2 separate regions of the Gossypium hirsutum genome follow, and region 1 is linked to region 2. Evidence: chromatin contacts called from public Hi-C data. All regions are on one chromosome and are shown on one strand. Each heading gives the region's core, a stretch centred on a gene start, on an enhancer-like site or on the middle of the called end of the contact. The rest is flanking DNA. Distances are from core to core; before and after follow the strand shown.

Region 1 (4,167 bases), core at 131-2,630, 160 kb before region 2:
TTGCCCTTTACTAAGCTATGAATTCCAATATCATAAGTGAAGCTATGCCATGCAAAAGTCATATACCCAATGTATCAATTTTCAACTCTATTATATACGAGATAGCACACAAGTTAGTCACTTACTCAGGATTGAGGTAAGTCACACTATTATATACAATTACGAAAGCTACTTAATCAATTGGATGAACAATGACTTTGTGATATGTGTGTTACCCCCATAGGATATCTTTAATCTTTTTGGGATAAATTAGTTCTCCCGATATGATCCTATTTTATCCTATGGTAACCATTACATTTTCATTCATGAAAAGTCAATTACTAACAAATAGTATTTAAATCATTCATCTAAAGAAAAATGTCACGTTGCCATGTTACTTTTCATCTATCATGTAATGCCAATGAGAGGAAATAATTTATCTTTTATTGAGTTATGAATTCCACTATTGTAAGTGAAGTTATGTTATGCAGAAGATGTATATTCAAAGTACTAGTTTTTGGCTCTATTACCAATTGAGTACAGGCTATCAATACATCAAAGTATACGAGCCACACACATATAGTTCGTCATTTACATAAGATTGAGACAAGCCGCACTATGAATGTCACAAGTGAATACATCCATAAACGTATTTAGGATTCACAAGTGAATACATCAATACATCCATGTTTAGACTTCATAGATGACATATTAATATTTTAATGGACTTGTTGAATTTTGATTAGATTAAGGAATTGTTTAGATTATCTTTTAATATAAGCTAATTTTTTATATTATAATCTAACAATATAATGAAACTTATTATTAGTTGAACATTAAATAATTAATAAGCTAATATTTACTTTGATTTCACTTTGTATGCAAACATTATTAAAAATAATGTATAAAAGATATTAATGATAGATGAAATTTTATTAAACTAATTATTTAGTTGAGTACATATAAGCAGATCATGAAAATGTTACTTTCATATGTATCAGAAGAAATATTTATATTATTTGTTTTAGCACTTTTACTATAAACTTTAGTGCATATGTACTAAAATAGTCCTTTGGATTCTTTATTTCCTTTATTAAAAGTGATGTATTAAAATTTAAAAAGAAATGTCATGGTTTTGATTATGAAATAAACCCAAAATTTTATAATTACAAGCATTTTAAACAATCTTCAAAGAAATTTCTAAATACTAAAAATATATATATTTGAAAAATTAATCAATTTTTGGTAAGTTAAACAAGTGTCATAAAAGAAAGAAAAGTCAAAAGTTGGGGCCCCACAATTCCGTGTTTGTAGGAGCCACGATTGTCGGTACTGCAGCTATCCAGCCACGTGTTGTTTGAAGTCGATAAAGAAAGTAGTGTGGGGAGTCGATGATGTTGCTGATACTACTTTAAGCAAGTGACACGTGTCGGAAGATGGATAATAACATATAACAATTGGGACCATATTTGGAGTGAGGTGGGAATTTGTGAGTCACAAATGGTTGAGGGGCCAATATTCACTCTATTTCTGATGCGAAAGGACAAAACAAAACAAGGCTTTTTGCTTTTATTTTTCCCCCTTAAAATAATTACCTCACTTCCATCTTATAACATTTTCCGAATCAGGTATATAACCAATTATATCATATAAAAATTGATTAGCATTTATAAATAAAAAAATTCTCAAAAAAACACTGCTAATCCCATCCTTAGTCAATCAATCATTGTCAAATTACTTTCTTTTGCTATAAATAATTTCTTCTTTTTTATTTGTCTCATTATAACCATTTTAACGGTTACACTCTACATCCCTCTTCACATAGAAAGAGTGAAAGAAACAGAGAGAAAGCATAAGATTAATCAAGGAAAGAAGCTGTTTGTATAGGTTTTAGGCAACCAGAAAAAACACATCCAGATGGAATTTAGCTCCTTTTTGACGTCCTTAGGGACTTCATTTACGATTTTCATAATTTTGATGCTGCTCTTTACTTGGCTGTCGGCAAAACGAGGGAACGCGGTGGTGTATTATCCAAATCGGATCTTGAAAGGTTTGGAACCATGGGAAGGCGGTTTAAAGACACGAAACCCTTTGGCTTGGATAAGAGAAGCCTTATCTTCTACTGAACAAGATATTATAAACATGTCCGGGATTGACACTGCTGTCTACTTTGTCTTCTTGGGCACTGGTTTTCTTCTCCTCCTCCTTTTTTGTTTTTTGAGATCTGTTTCTGTTTTTCTCATGACGTTTAGTTCTCTTTTCTTGTTTTGGTTTTAAATTAAGGTTAGAATTTCTGTCGGTTTGTTGTTTTTTTGAGGTGATTTGCTTCTAAATTTGGATTTTTCCTTCTTTTTTTTTTGAGTTTTTAAAATATATTTTAATGATTTGAATATGGCAGTACTGGGAATATTGGTTTTGTCTGGCGTGGTACTGCTTCTAGTTCTTCTACCCACTGCTTCAACTGATGATGAAGTAAAGAAAAACGCAAAGAGCACTACTAGCAAGGGGACTTTCAATGACCTAGACAAATTGTCAATGGCGAATATTGAAGTACGCTATAACATTCTCATCACCTGGAAATAACCCCCCTTCTCGTATTACTGATAAGCTTCATTTTGATCCGTACAGGAGAGGAGTCCAAGGTTGTGGGCATTTCTGATAGCTGTATACTGGGTCTCTCTTGTCACCTATGTCCTTTCGTGGAAGGCTTATAAACATGTTTCTGCACTAAGAGCTAATGCTTTAATGTCTCCTGAAGTGAAACCTGAGCAATTTGCTGTTCTTGTTAGAGACTTGCCTGATGTCACTCCAGGTCAAACTAGTAAGGAGCAGGTTGATTCGTATTTTAAATCTATCTATCCTGATACATTCTACAGATCACTGGTGTTAACCAACAACAGAAAGGTAATTTAAAGTTCCATTGATTGATGGTATATATTGGTCACATATATATGTTCATTGATTCCATATGTCATCTTGCCTTGTTAGGTTGACAAAATCTGGGCAGAATTGGAAGGATACAGAAAGAAGCTTGCACGAACTGAAGAAATATACGAAGAGTCGAGAAGGAAAGGCAATTCGGAAGGGAAGAGACCGACCAACAAAACCGGCTTCCTTGGTCTCTGTGGTAAACAGGTAGACAGCATTGAGTACTACAATGAAAAGATCAAAAAATGACACAAAAATTGGAAGCTGAACAAAAGGTGACCCTCCGAGAAAAGCAGCTCGGAGCTGCTTTAGTTTTCTTTACCGACAGGGTAACTGCAGCCTTGGCTGCTCAAAGCCTGCATGCTCAAATGGTAGATAAATGGACAGTAACAGACGCTCCCGAACCTCGTCAACTAATATGGACCAATCTGACTATCAAGTTTTTCGTAAGGATAGTTCGACAATACATGGTTTACGTCCTCGTGTTTCTGACTATAGTTTTTTATATGATTCCGATTGGTTTTATCTCTGCAATCACAACCCTTGAGAATCTGAGAAAACTTTTGCCATTCTTGAAGCCAATTGTTGATCAGGTTCAAATAAAGACAGTACTAGAGGCATATCTTCCTCAGCTTGCACTTATTATATTCTTGGCATTACTACCAATGTTTCTTTTGTTTCTATCCAAGATAGAGGGAATTCCATCAGGGAGCCATGTAATAAGGGCTGCATCAGGGAAGTATTTTTATTTTAGTGTGTTGAATGTGTTCATTGGGGTTACTATTGGTGGAACTTTGTTTGATACATTGAAGAGTGTTGAGGAAGAGCCTAACTCCCTTGTTCCGTTGCTGGCAAAAAGCCTTCCAGGCAATGCAACTTTCTTCATCACATTTGTGGCTCTAAAGTAAGCATAATTGGCTTCGTTGGAGTTATAGTCTATCTTCTATTATTGCTTTTATGATTCCTTTTTTATCATTGACATTTTGGTTTGTAGGTTCTTCGTCGGTTACGGGCTTGAGCTTTCCCGACTATTTCCTCTAATCATATATCATCTGAGAAGGAAATATCTTTGCAAGAGTGAAGCAGAGATAAGAGAAGCTTGGTTTCCTGGAGATATTAGCTATGCCACTAGAGTTCCTAGTGACATGCTTATCATCACCATTGTTCTGTGCTACTCAGTTATAGCTCCTGTGATCATCCCATTCGGAGTACTTTACTTCGCCTTGGGTTGGCTTGTTCTCCGGAATCAGGCACTCAAAG
Region 2 (3,943 bases), core at 613-3,112:
ATGACAATACCCCTATCCTCAAAATGCTTTCAGCACATAAATAATTCCTCTTCCACTCGAGAATTTTGATCCAAACTGGTCCTATACAATCTACTTAACTGCGGGTATCTCTCACCTCCGCTACACACTACATCTATATCAAGACTGGTTAAAGAATGTTACATAAAGAAGGAAAAGAAAAGCGTGATGTCTAGATTCATTACCAGATCATGCTGGCAGCTTCAACCTCTCAAACCAACATGCCTGAAAAACATCAAGGGGTTTCGGCGCCTTCACTAGGAAGGAAACTAGGGAAGACAGAAAGAAGCTATAGATTTGGCAAAGGAAGGTACATGAGACATGCATGTTTTAAGGTACCAAATCACTCGTGACGCGCCTCTGCGATCTATATATATAAATTTTAATGCAACTTTCTCCTTCTTCTTGTGCTGTTTCACAGAGAGGATTACCTAATGGAGGTTTTTCGTCCGTCCTTACAGCTATTGACACTGACTTCTTGCCCCTCAATAATATGACTAGCACGTATAAATTAATTAAGGAATAGGGACTAGTGGGACCTTAAAACAAGTTAGAATAACAGTTAAAACTCATATTAGAATAGGTTAATCTTTCTACTGCTCAATAATCTGAATAAAAGGAACTGGTCAACCCAGTTAAGTCTCTTTGAGAGTACAAAAATTACTGACGATTATTCATCCTTACCCTAATTAACTTATGGTTTATGTGTTTTGGTAAAGTTATATAATTCAATTACCTAATTTTCATTAAATCAATCAAAAGTTTTGATGACAGAACACACCACGGTCTAAATCATGACATTAACTGACGTGGAATCCTATATATAAAGGGGTAAAGGCTAAAGAGGGAATTTTGTTTTTCCTTTTTTGCAAGTGAGTAGGCTAATAATACTTGTTAAAGTAGTGATTGAGGCAAGAACAGTTAGAGCATTTATTTAATTTTCCGGGTAGAAACTAGGACATTGATGGTTCAAAACAAGCATGCATGCTTGGCTTGTCGACAAGTAAAGTGTCCTTTATCTAAGCAAACAAGCAGTTTTTGTCACTAAAATTGAAAGGGTAAATCTTTTAATTTCTTGTGTTTAGTTATTTGTATGAGAACAGTAAGCCGCCTGGCATGTGCTTAGCTTTCAATGAATTATAATTAATTATATATGAAGGTTATGTAATGGCCAGGTTGGAGGAATCAGTCGAGGGAAGAGGGGCATCCTTTTGTCTTTAGCTTTGGGTGGTTTCTATGGTTGACAAACAATGATATATAGACAAAGCCCTAACGGAAGGGAAGGACCACACACCTTTTTAACACACTTTTGATTATGGATAGGGTCACATGGTTTTGCTTTGTATATTAGCTAGATGTGTTGAATCTAATTTATTTGATTAAGGAAGGTGTTGTGGTGGTTGTAAATAAAACCATTATTATATCACACTTAATTTAATAACCTCTTTTTCTTTTTACAAATTTCTATTAATTAATAAGCAAAGCAAGTTTTTTCATTACTTTTGGTCCCACTTGTGTGGATAATATAGCTTATTGTTGCTTACAAGATAGGGTTTTCCAGATGCCTTATGTTTGTTCCACACATGAGTTTATCACAGTTTTTTTTTTTGTTCAAAAGATGATGCATCACCCATTTGCATATCATTCCTGTTTACAAATGCATAAGCCACTGTTATTAATTACCATATATTCAAATTTCTACCTATAAAGCTTCCAAATATACAAAGAAATGGGCATATAATGAAGGTTAGGTGGTAGCTTCCATGGGAAATAAGGGAGGTGTGACAACCAGAAGTTGATGGCTTTGTCTGCCCCTGCCCCTTCAATCTTTCTGTATTACAAATTTCTTCATTGGGAAAAGGATTTGTAGGTTGTCCTATATGCCTCACAGCACGTGTCTCTATCTCTCTCTGCCCTTCACTACCACCTATCGAATCTTTTTTCCTGTATTATAAAGTAAGAGCAGTTAAATACACATAGATATGCATACAATGGCCTAAATCTTGGAAGCACTTTATATAGAGTTTCATACAATAATCAAATAGATTTGCACATTTCCATGTTCTCTTCTAGGGTTTTGTGAGCACAACACCTCAAAATCTGAGGTTTTTGTTGTATTCCATGGCATCGGGATTAAAGTTTGATAGTTTATCTATGTTTAGGCTTAATGATCCTGCTGCATCTGTCACAAGTGCTTTTAGGTTGCTTTTAGTTTTGCCTAATTAAAAGATATATAATTTATTAGCACATAAAAATGTTATCTTCTTGAATTTGGGTTTATAATTTATTTTTAGCAATTAAATTTGTCATAAATAATTTTACCTCTTTACAAAAAATGAGTAAATTAATTCATACATATTAGATTAAAGAGCAAATTAGATATTTTTGTTAAAAGTTTTATCTACTTCTATTATTAACTAGAGAATTACATGTGATGTGTTACGTATACCTCATTTTGACGTATATGTACCAATTTTTATCAGCAGAAATGGATAAAATTTTTAATAAAATAATTAACTTATTTTTTAATCGAACATATAAAGATTAATTTACCAAAAAAAAATAATAAATATTATGATAAATATATCCGAAGTTTTTGAGGGAAAAGGATTTGGGATTAAATAGCTATGGATTGGACCACTCTTCTCTCGTAATAAAAAATGCAATTTTTGAAAAGAAAGATAACTGGTTCGATCCAACAACGCTATTTTGGATATAATAATCTATCTTTACTTTTATAAAAATAGATTTCTATCAAGCTTCTAATTACTTTGAGTAATCACACCTCCCAATCTTCAACTTGGAATTGCACCTTCTACTTCGACATTATTTAATTCTTTTAATGCATACGACTGACTGCTAGGAGTGATCCAAATAGCATTCATAGATTAATATTTATAATTGAAAATACAGTATGAACCCCTCTTTTAGAATATATTCCTATTAAAAGTGCGTCCAGACATGAAAGAAAATTTAGTAAAAAGTGTAATTATTATAATAGTAAGTATATCACTTATATTACACAAAATTTTAATTTTATAAATGTATTTGATTTATAGAGTGCAATTAATTTTCAAATAATTATATGTAATATTCATTTAAGGGAATATGTCAAAATCTTCAAATACCTAATAAAAAGTTATTATATTTATTATAGGCATTCACTTCAAGGAATGTGCAAAAAATAATTCAGACAATAATGTAAGCATATATCATATTTCTTACCAATAAGATTATATAGATATCATCTGCTTCAAGGAATGATAAATTAATATAAATAATTGAACATTTTGTACTAAGAATAAACATTTGACAATATTTTGAATCATCCATCTTCTTTTTATCTATTTGTCTGACAGTAAGTTAAATTTTCATAATTGTTATGAATTGCTACATTCACTTTAGGGAATAGAGCAAAACTGGTGGAACGAATAACTCGTTATTTTGTTTAGCCATAATGATATATGAGATCAATTCAAAATACTTTTAAAGCTCTTTTAACAAGAGTTTTACATAATCAGTTAACTACTAAAAATAATTGGCTAGGTCATGTATAGAAACAAGCCTAAATTAAATATATCAATAAAAGTCACATCTCAAACATAAAAATATGACTAAAAAACTAGCAATTTTTTTCTTTTGTAACCATTATTATAAACATGCATGAAATTTAATTCAAAATCCAATCATTCATGCACATAGAACTTTTCATTTACAATTACTCATGTCATTTCTCTAAATAATTAACACATAGAATAATATAAAACGTATGAACTACTACCTTAACAATTCTTTGAACTAAATCAAAATCGAATAACTATAAAATTATTGGTTTATTAACACAAATTTGCATACTAGATATGTTTTAATCAAAAATATTATTTAATTATAAAACCTACTATAGCAACATAAATAAATCAGTTAA

Evidence for each region. A called contact is a pair of places that touch in the nucleus more often than the background predicts.
Region 1: a contact with region 2 is called in a Hi-C map of leaf, with 1.9 times the contacts expected there. The contact joins two enhancer-like sites. A contact is called at or near these places in 2 of 34 Hi-C or Micro-C datasets (both in leaf).

The regions. Positions count from the first base shown.
Region 1 is chrA06:112,000,219-112,004,385 of Gossypium_hirsutum_v2.1, reverse strand. It overlaps the pseudogene LOC107961852. Among protein-coding and RNA genes, the nearest start is that of LOC107961851, 8.5 kb to the left of the region's middle. Within about 2 kb of position 1,380, at least 4 of the 9 cell types and tissues checked have an H3K27ac peak or open chromatin away from gene starts, as enhancers often do. A contact at or near this core is called in leaf, where this site is marked.
Region 2 is chrA06:111,843,325-111,847,267 of Gossypium_hirsutum_v2.1, reverse strand. No RefSeq gene overlaps it. Among protein-coding and RNA genes, the nearest start is that of LOC107963405, 12 kb to the left of the region's middle. Within about 2 kb of position 1,862, at least 5 of the 9 cell types and tissues checked have an H3K27ac peak or open chromatin away from gene starts, as enhancers often do. A contact at or near this core is called in leaf, where this site is marked.